Regions from separate parts of the Mus musculus genome. Here regions 2 and 3 are each linked to region 1. The links are chromatin contacts, called in public HiChIP or PLAC-seq and promoter capture Hi-C maps. All regions are on one chromosome and are shown on one strand. The core of a region is the stretch at or near the end of the contact, and the rest is flanking DNA. Distances in the headings are between cores, read along the strand shown. Region 1 has its middle 10 kb from the start of Gm19619. Region 2 holds the start of Albfm1 (albumin superfamily member 1). Region 3 has its middle 25 kb from the start of Gm36084.

Region 1 (4,288 bases), core at 768-3,267:
TCTTGTTTCTCTAAAACCAAAGTCTCAGTAAGCCTAGAGAGCTATATGTCACACTAACTACTTAGAGTTCCAGCTGCACATCTGCAGGAGCTCAACAAGCCCTTGGTGAAGGAGTGAACTATTCCTCTATTTTATGGTCCACTGACCATAGACAATGCCCCCATCTACACAGAAATTAGCACTGAGGATGTGCCAAACTCCATCTCTCAACCAGCTTGCTGCCAGCTAGCCAAAAGCATGACTACGCATGCTCACCCATGCATTTTAACACTTTTCTGAAGAAACTTTGTAGTTTTAGAAAGCTTCATATACTTTTACTGGCCCAAACAGTCCAACAGCTAGCACGAGATACATTCCGTGAACCTAAATCAACTTTCATTTAACATTGCTTACTTTACTTAAACTCTCTATATTAGAAAGACTGAACTGAGAAACCCACAGCCATTAATCCAGATCTCAAACATGGGGCACACAAAGGCAATAAAACAGATTTCAAAGATCATTGCTTGGGAATGACGGATCTGCACCGCCAGTCACTTCTCAGGGTTTACATTCGGACTGCCTCTGATGATTGATTGACATTTTAGGGGCATCAGATCTTTAGGATTATGGCTTGATTTTCTACTTCTTGCCTTTTCCCAAAGGACTGGTTTGGAAAGATCAAATATTTCAAGATAACTCTGATACCGGTTGAATATAATTCGAAAATGAATTTCAGATAGACAGGTTTGTTCTGTGATAAGCAGATGTACATCACGGTGACATAATTGCTTTGGCACACATCCTTCTTCTACAGTCTTCCTTCTAGCCAGGTCTCTTAACATGTATGGGCCAATCTATTGCAGTGGCGAGACCCCCTCTTTCCTTCCCTTCATCTCAAGGTATTTCCTTAGTGCCCAAAACCATGGTCAGAAAGCTACAAAGGTGATACTTTCTTAAAAAGCTAGAATTTGGAGTGGGTGGGTTCCTGGTGGCTTAGTTTCAAGTTCATGCTACCTGGCTATAATTAAATCTTTTCTTCTTCTATATCTGATCAAGCCCTGCACCTTGCCTCACAACTCCAATTCATTTGTGTCTCCTCACTGTCCCAGCATGAAAACCCTGGTTTAATCCCAATCTTCCATACTTGACTTTACACTGGAGCTCAGGAACACAGGCAACTAGACTATACCCTACGGATGGATCTCTGACTACTGAACTAAATTCCTAAATTAGGTTAAGGATCCAGCTGTGTGATAGTAATACAGAGTGATCCGGGCCTGGACAAAATAGCATCCAGTGTGAGACAAGATGTGCCAAAGATCCATTTTAAGTTAAGAAAGCCCCTCCTGGAATGGGTGGGCAAATGGAAGTGCTCAGAGAGGAACTGGTGTGCTGAGCGGAAGGAGGGTAGGCTAAGTTCAGCCTCAAGACACACAACAGGATTCAGTACCTTTGCTCTTTTTTGGAGAAGAATTAGGTTTTGGATCTGATATTTCCTTTTAGAACCGTAAATTCCTTTCTACATTTCTCTGCACAATGAAAGTCCAATGAAAGACTGAGGAATGAGGACTCAGAAACCTGCTCCTTTAAAATATCTTACTCACTTTGGCAAGGAATGAAAGGCAGATAAGTTGATACATATATTCAATCAGTGTATATGACTTGCCATAATCCCACTGGATGAAGACAGAGATTCAAGTTAAGAACTGAAGTTGTACTTAGTAGAAGGCAAATGGATATTTACGGAGAAGCAGGTGTGCACACTGAGGAGGTCTTTTTTTTTCTTTTCTGGCAGTCTTATATCTAAGTCAGCATCCTGTAATAAGGAAGAGCTTAGCATCAGATCACAAGAGGACCAGCCAACCTCACAAGGTTTATTGCCAGCTCAGGTGCATGTGACTGTCATTATTTTTCACATATGAACAGGTTTCCGTCCTAAGAGCAGAAATTGTGACTATCTGTCCCTGCAAATACTTGCCAACCAGTCCAGAGGTGACCTGTGAGCTTCCTTTCTACCTGTTTCATCACTCAGGAGAATCATTTACCAAATAGGAGGTGGCCCAGCTTTGTGCATGCCTTGGGAAGGTGACTTCAGAGAACACAGAGAACCTGAGCAATAATTTTTACTGCTTTAGGTTTTCCATAGCTGTCACGAGGCAGTGGGGTAATTAGCGGTCAAACTCTTCAGTGTAGCAGTCCTCTCGGAAAGTCCTTAGGTCAGATCATTTTTCCAGGTCAGGTCACTTCTCCTGAGACTCTGGAAAGCCCAGTCTCACTGGCGGAAATGAGGAGGGGAGTACATTGTGCAGTTAACATTAGCTTCCTCTGGGCATTACCCTGTCTTGTACCTCCAAGTCTGTGTACGACCAGGTCACCCAGAAGAGGCACATAAACTTCTAAGAGGCACATAAGCAGCATATTTCTAGATCTTTATTCCATTCCATTCTTTCACTGAACAATTTAAAAAGCAGCTATTTTTTTTTATACTCTGTATATAACAACTTTAAAAACTGAAAGCAACTCTGGAGATTCATCTCCAAAGCTTATTAGAAAACATTTCTGTCTTTGTGATTTTACCCCAATTCTAGGCTGAGTTTTAGACATATGTGGAATCTGATCGTGGAAAGCAAGCAGATCCCACGGTGTCACACATCTGTCCTTATTACTTAGCCATAAGGATAAACAAATCAATGCAATGAGAGAGATAACGTGGGACAGATTAAGAATGATTATGTTCATTAAAACATTAAAGTCAAGGAACTTTAGTTAGTTTTTACTTTGCATCTTTGTAGGGTTTAAAGTTATCTGTGATGATTCTTAGCTCTAAGACTTCCCTTTTGTGATCTAAGGGGACCTGGAGTTACCCATGTCACAGTGCGCACAGCGATCATTCACTATTTAATCCAGACTGGGCTAAGACCTGTTTTACCAGGCGAATTGTGTATTCATCTGAGGTTTGGAAGAAAACAGGAAATGAACTTGGATTCTATCTTTAATTTAGGAAAAAGACTTTTTCAACTAAAAAATAAATATTAAGATGTCATTTAAAACAGTCCTTGGAAGAAATGATGAACAGAAATATCTGTAACCCTGAGCAGGGGTAGTTTTAGGTGAAGTCAAGCAGCACGAATCCAGGGACGGGAAAGCAGTGAGAAGAACTGCACAGCACAGGAAGAGCATGAGAAACGAAGGAGGCAAATCACCGGCCTGTGGAGACTGGGGGGCTGGGCGGAGGATTGCAGCTATACCTGGGAAATAATAGTTTGATTAACTATGAAGAGAATGATAGTTTAGAAATAATTTAACACCTAACTAAAGAAGATAGCACAACATGTATAACATCACGGTCATCAGGCCACTCGTATTACAGGATGTGTCACTGAAGATCTCAGAATTAGGAGTCCAGCAATGCCAAATGACCGTAATGATGTAGTCAGTTTTAGTGAACAGTTTGGAAGTTCATTTTATTCATACATATTTACCACAAGACCAAATATTACTGAGAGATTTTCCAGGGGTAAAGGCAACAGATGGAAATCAGTTGATGCCAGGACAGGGGAAGGCAGTTTTCTTCAGTGGAGTTACAGTGGGACATATCAACCTTAACCCTAGGCAGGCCTGATGCTCAGGAGTAGTCCCAACACAAACTGGAATCCACTGTTCTATTTTCATTTATGTGTGGGTTTTTTCTCTTAAGAATGATCTAGAACATGGAGTTGGGTAGGTAGAGAGGTGGGGAGGGTCTGGAAGGAGTTGGGGGAAGGGAAGCTAAATGACAGAAATATATTTATGGAACTCTCAAAGAATAAATTTTAAAAACATGATTTCAAAATAAGCTAAATGAACTTATGAAGAGCCATCCAGGGACAGTGTACAAACATATGAAAGTTATTCATAGGATATGTCTATAATGACATATGACTGGGTAGTAAGAAGAAGAGCTATACATTAGCAGGCACACGGACAAATGCATCATTGTGCTGCTTGGAAGATACAAGAGGCAAAAGACTGCGTGTATCTGATCATCTGCACGAGATCCTTGCAAATGGGACAGAATAGGAATGAAAGAAACCAGATCACTGTTTGACAGGGACCAGGAAAAAGGGGGAGGAGTCATTGGGGATAAGGATGCATTTTTATTACAGTCATTATAAGACATATATGTAGGCCAGAACTCATCAACCGTACATTTACAGACATTTGCAACTGTACAGTACAAAAGCACTTATATAAAATTGCTGAGAAAAGTGTAAGCTTGTGTGACAATATCATCCATAAAGGGCCCTTCCCTCCTCCTCGGCCCATT
Region 2 (4,288 bases), core at 733-3,232, 730 kb after region 1:
GCAAGCTCCAAGCCAAGCAAAACCCAAATGAAACAACAGGGCATCTAGACATTTTATCAGGAGAAGGGACTCATGAGGCCTCAGCCCGAGATAAAGAACTAAGCAGCTTGGCAATGCAGAGAGCAGGAGAAACAGTCTGACCCAGGGAAGAGCACATTGACTGGTTACCCAGTACCAAATGGACAGCCCTGAAAGCATATGCATACAAGTAACATTATGCCAGCTGAGCAGTATGCACACACACACACACACACAAACACAGACACACACACACACACCAATTAAAGAAAAAGAGGCCATGGATTTGAGGTCGAGTGAATGGGGTCACACGGGAGAGTCTGAAGGGAAGTAAGGGAAGCAGGAAATGATGTAATTGAATTATAATCTCAAAAATAAAGGACAACGTTTTTTTTTAAAAAATCAAGATGAATGGAGTCTGAAGTTCACACAGATTGCCCTCTGTTCACAGTCACACAACGGACTCTGAATTCTTTAAAGTTAGTGATTTGGTTAAACTCTTTGATTATTTCATTATAAGCTATTAGCACAATCGAAAGTAAATGTCAGGGCTAGGGAACAAAATCCCAGAGATTAATAGTCTAACGTTCTTGATTTGGCAAAGAACGAGTCTTCCACACTCTGTGAGGGAGATTGCATCTCCACCAGCCACTCACTATACACACACACACACTCATACACAGACACACACATTCACACACACACAAACATACTCTCACACACACACACTCACAGAGACACACACATTCACACACACAAACATACTCTCTCTCACAACACACATACTCACACACACACATACACACACACACACACACACACACACACACACACACACACACATACACCTCGATGGAGCTGTGTCTTTCTTCTTACACTAACGGTTTCCAAAGAACCAAGCAGCTTTCTTTTACGTAAGCAACCATTAGCAATTACCATTGCTGCACAAAAGTAAAGGTTTTAAAGGCAACTCTTTAGATTTCAACTTCTATTTATAAAACGCATTTGCATGTACGTGTGAAGTTTTAGCGCTTTGTGTGGGTACGAAGAGCGAATGAGGGGCTGGGAAAATGACTCAGTCAGTAGAGCACTCGCTGTACAATCATAAAACTGTGAGCCTGGATGCCAGGAACCTACTTTCGAGACCCAGCAAGTACCTTGAGTCTCTTATCCCATTATTGCTGCAGGAGGATCCCTGGAGCTCACTGGCCAGACATTCTAGCCAATCAGTAATCTCCAGGCTCAGTAATCGCCAGACATTCTAGCCAATCAGTAATCTCCAGGCTCAGTAATCTCCAGACATTCTAGCCAATCAGTAATCTCCAGGCTCAGTAAGAACCTATCTCAGAAAATTAAGGTTGAAGAGCAACTGAGGAAGACACCCTATGCCAACCTCCAACCTATACATACATGTGCACATACGCGTATGTACAGAACACACACATGTAAAAGATTATTAAATGAAAACACGTGTCAAGGGGTAAGCATATTGCCTTGTAATAACAGGTAATAATGTAGCTTCCAGGATTATTCCCGAGTCGTTCCCATTTTTTGCTCTATTTGAATTCACTTTAGCCAGTTTCAAACATTGGCTTAAACGAAGCAGTCTCTCATCTAGACTGGGGACAAAGAAGGGAAGCTTAAAGTGGGGTAGTCCCAGAGGAGTGGCCTCAACGTACAGGCCTGTTTCTCAGGCCATTCCACTCACAGGTGTCTAGCAAGTGTCAATGACTGTTTTTTGACAGCGATGACCACTGAGAAAGATAAGGCTCTCCACACACGTGTTAGTGACTGTCATGGTTCCTCATATAATCCTTACACATAGGCCACACAGGCAGCAGATGGGATTTCCTACCTGCATGTAGTAAACTTGTTTGGAGAGACTCACATTTACTGTAGCTGAAGAAAACAATGAAGGGTAGAGCTTTAAGAACCTCCATTGTTTCAGATGAAGTTCCGCCGTTTGAGAGGAATGATGGTGTTTATATTCTTTTCCAGCAATTATCATTAACCGTTAGCTTTTCTAGTGAATATTAGTTTTTCTTAAGGCTCCCATGGACTGTCATGAAACCGGACAAACTCAGGACAGTGAAGAAATGTCCGTGTTTGTTAATGAATACAGGAATTTAAAGCAGATCATGTCGACCTATGATATGTTTGAGATTGCAACACACAGGCCTCGTGCTAGCAAACGATGCACCTGTTTGGTAAATGCCAGTCTACAGTATCTCGTTTCATAGAAATGCCTGTTTACATGTGCAAAGTTCTAAAGAGGCAAAGAGAAAGCAAACATGAACTGCCTTTGACTGGGCAAGTGGACTGGACTCAGGTGTCAATGCCAACACTGGCATTGCCAAGACCCTGGAGAGGGGAGAGGTGGAGGGCACAGCCAAGCCAGCAAACACAAAGGACTCCTATCCCTGAGTGCTGGTTGTCAATCAGGACCATCATGTGACTTTCACTCACACACGTCACCACTGCCTAAATGGAAAATTAAGACCAATTCTTTTTTTTTCCTTGAAAATCTCAAATAAAAAGTTTAATTTTAGAATCCAAGCTCATCATTTATATAAATACACTAAAGCATAGTCCTTGCAAACTCAGAAATTCAAAAAAAAACATTTTTTTTCTAAAAGGTCAGAGGCAAATGAGTGATTTGTTTCACCCATATTTAATTGATTTGAAATGAGGAAATGAAAAACCTTTTAGAGTTATAAGCAGAAACTTTAGAGTCCGGTAAAGAATCTGATAGCTGATACTTCATGTTGATATCTTTGGGATTCTATAAAGTCCCAATGATGGTTGGGGCTTCCCTATCATAGGAAAAACAAATCAAAATGCCTAAGGCTTTTCTCATGACTGCAATAAACAAGCACTTTCCCTGTCAACAGGCGACCCCTTCAAAGTAGAATCTGAGCTATATCTGGTCAAACTGTGAGGGGTCAGTGCGTACTTCTTATGAGATGGCTTTATTGTATAGAGACACAAAAGTAAATCAGAGGCATGGAGGTTTGATCAACAGGCCATCTGTTGTCAACGTGTCATACCATGCACTGGCGAAGTCCTAAGCATGATGCTAAGACCCAGATCCAATTTCAAGGAGCTCATGAAAAACGGGGTATCTCTGAGTTAACTGGCCGTGGAAAACCTGAATGCATCATCTGACGCGGGAACCTTCTCATGACCCACACTCCGTGATATGCCCAAGTTCAGTTTTGCTTTCAGATGCCTGGTTCTGTAACGTGCACAGCTTCCAGAATATTCTCTCTTCGGCATACTGTGGAGCCTGTGGTTAAGAACTGTTCAGTCAGGATGGCTTAGCCGCCACCGCCTATTTGCAGGTTTCGTTTATCAGACACAGAAACTGTTTTGTTGCAATTGAAATATTTAATTAAAATACAGCACCTGATTTGTGGTTTTTACACAACTGAATAAAAAAAAACCCTACACAATAAAGTTGTTTATATCTTCCTTCCATTCTAGTAAAACAGATTGCTATCCCCTCTTAAAACAAAACAAAACTTTATAGTTTTATACCTGATCATCCTATTCCAATAATTGCCAAGAGTTTGTTTCTAGTGGTCTTCTGGCCCAAAGGAGGAGTAAGGCCCATGTGGATATTACAGTGAGAACTTGCAGGTAGCCCCAGATGCTTGCTCTGGTGTCCTGCATGGCCCCGCCAGGCAGTGTCGGCTCTGGTACAACAGCACTGAAGCACATTTCCAGTCTGGTGGCTCCATCTCTGAGTTCCATACTGAAAGCCTACTAAGGGGAGATTTACGTTTAAAAAGATGAGCTTTTCAAAATGCTCCATCATGAGCCTGGGTTGGCCAAAGCTGCCAGAATCCATGGGTATGCTCAGCAGCTTTTCTGAGGGGACTGTACTTGGGGGACAGCCCAGAAATCGGACTGCTAAGGTAGACAGCCCAGGTCAAGATGACTACTTCAGCTTCCAGTAGGTAAGTGGGTCACAGCTGTGTTCCAGCATCTCTTCCTCCAAAGATGCAAGCACCATGTTTTCAGATAGCTTCTCTCTCTCTGATCTCTCTATTGGTGCAAGTGACCACAGGCTCTTCTCTGTGCCAGTGTCTTTAAGTGGAGACCCTGAGTCACAGCCGTTGGAGGTGGCCGTGTCCTCTGAGGTAGAATTCAGTATTTCTAGTTCCCTGATGAAGTCTTGCCTGTAGTGCTCTGCCTCTTCCTCTGTGAACAAGGAAGCTTTGTAGTGAGGGTCCAGCAGTGTGGCAAAGATGTGCCTGGGATCATGGAG
Region 3 (4,288 bases), core at 1,290-3,789, 600 kb after region 1:
AGAGTTGTCACATAGGAGATGTTCACAGGGATTGTTTTAAGAGACAGTCTATTTAGCATGAGTAAGGAAACTGGCTGTGACTTCACACAAATTCCACATGGCCGCGGTCTGTCCATTGGTCTAAACTGCTAAGAATAGTGGACCAAGAATTGTCTGTCTCCCATTATCTCTTACCAGCACTGTGAAGTATCTACTACTGAGTCCCGGTCCTGGAAAGAATAGCCACCACGGCACATGTGAATAACCTTTTTGAGAAATCACTCTTCTCTAGGTCTCTATTTCTCTAAGACACATCAAGCCATTATTATGGGTAAAACGTGCTATCAGATGGAATGTATACATCTTGCTATACACATAGTGGCATAAATAATACCTTCCTTTAAAAACCCAGAATGCTGGCAGTATCCTGACCTAAAATCTAGAAAACATAGTGCAGGTTTAAAAAAAAAAAGACTGAACATAAAAGCAACCAAGGTGGAGGGTTTGCAGGCTGTTTTATCAGAGGCAGGGAGTTATCTCTACAATAAAACTACGTTCAGGCTCCCCAACCATTGGAATATCCTCCCTGATTCCCCAAGTCCTTCTTTGTTTTCTATATAATGACTTTAATTAACATTTTATATAAAATTCTAATTTCATATAACTCCTAAAGAAAACATGATAAGGTAAAAGTTTGAAATTTTTGGTACTGATTTTAAGTAAATTTCCACTTTGGCTTTAGAGTACTGTTTTCTCAGTGACTGCCTTTCCAGCATGTCTCATCCAGTCCAGCTCAGTATCTGCCATGAGAGTGGTGACCACAGGGAGAAACTGGAATGCCTGGCCCCAAGTGCACAGAATCCTTGAGGGATTTAAGTAAGGAATGCCACAGATAACAAAGGAGATTGCACTCACCACATTCTCGAACAGCAAGTGGGGCATCACCCCCAGTGAAAATTGTCTCAGTGTTTCGTAGGACAACTAAAAGTCTTCACCATAAGGCAGGTCATGTTTCTTGCAATCTATTCTGCAACTAAAAATTTAATTCTAGGAAAGCATTAATTCTAAAATTTTAATTAAAATTTAATTAAAAATTAATTCTAAATCATTTAATTCAAGGAGTCCCAGTATCTAAGCCCATGTTTAACATATATAGAGAGCTACAGAAAATCATCAACTATTTTTAGAATTGAATACATGTTAATAACATTAGTATAACAATAATAAATCAGGTATAGTTAAGAGTGGCCCACAGTGGACATTAGGGCCTTAGCCAGCCCCAACAATACATTATGACTGAATAAACTCAAAGCTTACCATATACTCATTGGAACAAAGAGGAGAGAGTTGAATGGAGAGAGTTGATTGTTTTTTAGGTGTTGTCCTTTCTCACTCAGAGCCATTACATAGCCCCTCTGTCACAGCCCACAGACTTCGACTGTGGATTAGGGCTTGGTGTGAACGCCAAAAACGAGGTGGGAGCAGTAAAAGCAGTCTCCAGGCCAGTCACTCAGAACTGCTTTTTGGAAAGTGGATGCTACACCAACCCAGGACATTCAGAAAGGAATGGCCACTTTCATGGGGAGTAAATTCTACATCTTTCACACCTCATTTCTCTCACCATGGCTTGTATCCAGAGTCTAGTTAAAGTAATCTTTGGACAATAACTATCTGCCAAGAAGCATCCTGGGTGGGGAAAAATGGTCTGACCGAACATTAACTGGGACAATGGAGCTGCCCAGAGAGAACGATGCAAGTGGCAGGGTAGCTATCTATTCCACTCCACGTATTCATGCAGTACAGGAACGGAACTCCAGGTACCTGGTGGCCAGATATGGGCTCCTGTAGGAAAATGGGACTCTAGTTGTACTCTTGCAAAATGCTTCTCTATGGGCGTTTTATTTTAGTGAAACTTATGTCTGAAGTATAAATGGCTAGCACCTTCTCACTTTAGTGTTTTTATTGGTTGAAAGGCAAGGGGGTTTTGTGTTTTTTGGTTTTTGGTATTTTTGTTTGTTGTTTTTTGTTTTTTTGTTTTTGTTTTTGTTTTTGTTTTGGTTTGTTTGTTTGTTTGTTCTTTCCTATATGGAAGCTTGGCTAAAAACAATTGACCAGCCCTCACGTAACAGACCCTTTGTTCCCAGGATTAGGTGGTCTTTAGATGAAACCTGGTCACTTGAGACAGAGGATACGTAATATTAGCTGAACATCATCAGTGACAGTGCCTGGCGCGTCCTCACCCTGGCTGTAGGTCCTGACTTCCTGCCTCATGCCTCAGACCTTGGTCCTTCTGTGAAATGAATTCCCATCGGCACTGCTTCACATGATGACTAGAAGCCAGACTACAACACAGAGTAATACTATCCTTGTGTTTGTCACAAAGGAAACCAGGAAATGTTTGGCACTAAGAAGTAGCCTTCGAGAATCATTTCCCATGTTGCATTTGCATTGACTGAACATGGCCCTGACTTTCCAGAGAAGGGAAAGAGTGTGACCAGTACCTAGTGACATCCCATTGACCTCTGCAGCCAGGGTCAGGCTGTTTGTCCTCTTGCCCCATCCCTACTCCTCATAGCTGCCTGCCAACAGCAAAGCTGACCTGCCGATAATTGTGTTTAGCATCATGTGTGCTGCGGGTGAGCAGCCTGTGTTGTGCAACCAAAACTCACTTAGCAAATATTTCAGTTTGTTGAGTCATGAGCCTGACAAGTAGCTGCAACCCATGAAGTAGCATTTCCTGAGTCCAAGCATGAGAGAGGGAAGTGCGGCTAAGCCTTTGTTCAGCATGGTGCTTTCTGCACGTCCACCTGAGACCACAGCTTCATACTAAAACAGTTTTCTCTCTACTCGATTCAACATCAGTTCCCGTTAATCCAAGCAAAGCTCAGACCTTCAGGACTATAACCCAAGAAACACAATGAACAGTAACGGGTGCCTTCTCCTGCTCTGGGAAAGTGGCCCACCAGGAAGTGACAAGTGCCCTTAGCCTGCCAATTCATGAGCAATTGGATGCCTCTTACATGGTAGTACAAGCTGAGAAAAGAATTTCCTGCTATTGACTTACCAATACCTTGGGAATTTTTCAGGGAAGAAATACAAGTTTATTCTTTGCGTTAATAAGGCAAAAAGTATTTCATAAAATTCTTCAACTGAAATGTCTTAATACACAGGGTAGGGTGGGTTTCTGGACCATAACACCATGGCTCAGCCTCACGACTAAGCTTTGTATCCCTCAAAGAGCCAAGACAAACATGGTAACGATTCTTCATTTTTCCTGGTCATGCCTCATTTTCTACATTATTACCATTTCATGGTGGCCTTCTATACCATATGATGAGCCCCCATGGTAGAAGAAACTGCTTCAAATGACCCCTGGACACCCAGTGTGAGTACTGGGAACCGAACTTGCATCTTCTGAAAGAACAAAATGTGTTCTTAACCATTTCCCGGCCTCTAAATTTCTTTTAATTATCACTTTGGTTAGCATACGAGGAACTGAGTTTTACTAGGACATTTTCATATACATATTCCTATTTTTGGTTACTTGCCCCCCTATATTGCTCTCTTCCTCCCATCTTTCTCTCTCTTTCCTCCCCACAAATAGTTCCTTCTTTTGCTTTCTGCAGGCACATAAATTCTTATCTGGTCTTCATTTCTAACTCTCTTCTGGCCAAGTCACATGTAGATAAAGAAAAAAGGGGAGCCATGCTGCTGGAAACTGGCTGCCTGCACAGTAGTCAGAATGTCTACCTTGACTGACAGCATTATTGGGTTAAAACATGCCTGCCCCTCCCCTTCCACTCCACCACCCCCCCCCCTCAAGCTTTATGAAGTTAATCCTAAAAGGAAAAAGAAAGATCTTTAAAAGCAGAATTGATGAAGTTTGCTTTGGAATATTGATGCTGAGCTGCCTAACTACAGGAGGAGAGAAAGCTGTACAGGCCACTTGAGATGGGCCAGGAAGCTCCTCGGGGGAGGGGTCATTGAGAGCCCGGTCTACACCCCCCCCCATAGTGAAAAAGAGCAGAGTCCACTTTAACCCCATGTGCACAGTAGAGCTACCTTTTCAAAAGCAGGCAATTTGGGAAGATTTCCAGAAAAAGAAAGCCACAGAGAGTGGCTGCAGAGGAAGACCTCATGTTGGCCTGGCATTGCAGGACCTTCCTGAAGCTCTCCTGCAGTGGATCCTTACTTTTTTTTCTTTAAATATGAGCTTCGATCACATAAAGAGCAAAACTACATTTGTAAAGTTTATTATAACTATGAACTGATGTACAAACACCACCAGACTAAGTGAGAAGTAACATAA

The links. Promoter capture Hi-C pulls out the DNA fragments that hold promoters and counts their contacts. HiChIP or PLAC-seq counts read pairs in DNA pulled down with a chosen protein or histone mark.
Region 2: a contact with region 1 is called in a promoter capture Hi-C map of liver, with 3 times the contacts expected there. The contact joins the promoter of Albfm1 here to the enhancer-like site in region 1. A contact is called at or near these places in 3 of 39 promoter capture datasets (liver and stem cell-derived epiblast-like cells), 1 of 484 Hi-C or Micro-C datasets (liver), 1 of 115 datasets of contacts at active chromatin or transcription factors (hepatocytes) and 1 of 9 other capture datasets (macrophages).
Region 3: an H3K27ac HiChIP or PLAC-seq map of hepatocytes shows a contact between it and region 1, with 6 times the contacts expected there. The contact joins two enhancer-like sites. A contact is called at or near these places in 2 of 115 datasets of contacts at active chromatin or transcription factors (hepatocytes and pancreatic cancer cells).

Annotation. Positions count from the first base shown.
Region 1 is chr5:91,291,045-91,295,332 of GRCm38.p6, reverse strand. No RefSeq gene overlaps it. Among named protein-coding and RNA genes, the nearest start is that of Gm19619, 10 kb to the right of the region's middle. Within about 2 kb of position 2,017, at least 21 of the 459 cell types and tissues checked have an H3K27ac peak or open chromatin away from gene starts, as enhancers often do. A contact at or near this core is called in hepatocytes and liver, where this site is marked.
Region 2 is chr5:90,558,903-90,563,190 of GRCm38.p6, reverse strand. Albfm1 (albumin superfamily member 1) reads right to left here and starts at 1,982. Exons shown (of 14, transcript NM_001252661.1): 1 at 1,874-1,982. The coding sequence starts at 1,958. It also overlaps the pseudogene Gm2602.
Region 3 is chr5:90,688,267-90,692,554 of GRCm38.p6, reverse strand. No RefSeq gene overlaps it. Among named protein-coding and RNA genes, the nearest start is that of Gm36084, 25 kb to the left of the region's middle. Within about 2 kb of position 2,539, at least 117 of the 459 cell types and tissues checked have an H3K27ac peak or open chromatin away from gene starts, as enhancers often do. A contact at or near this core is called in hepatocytes, where this site is marked.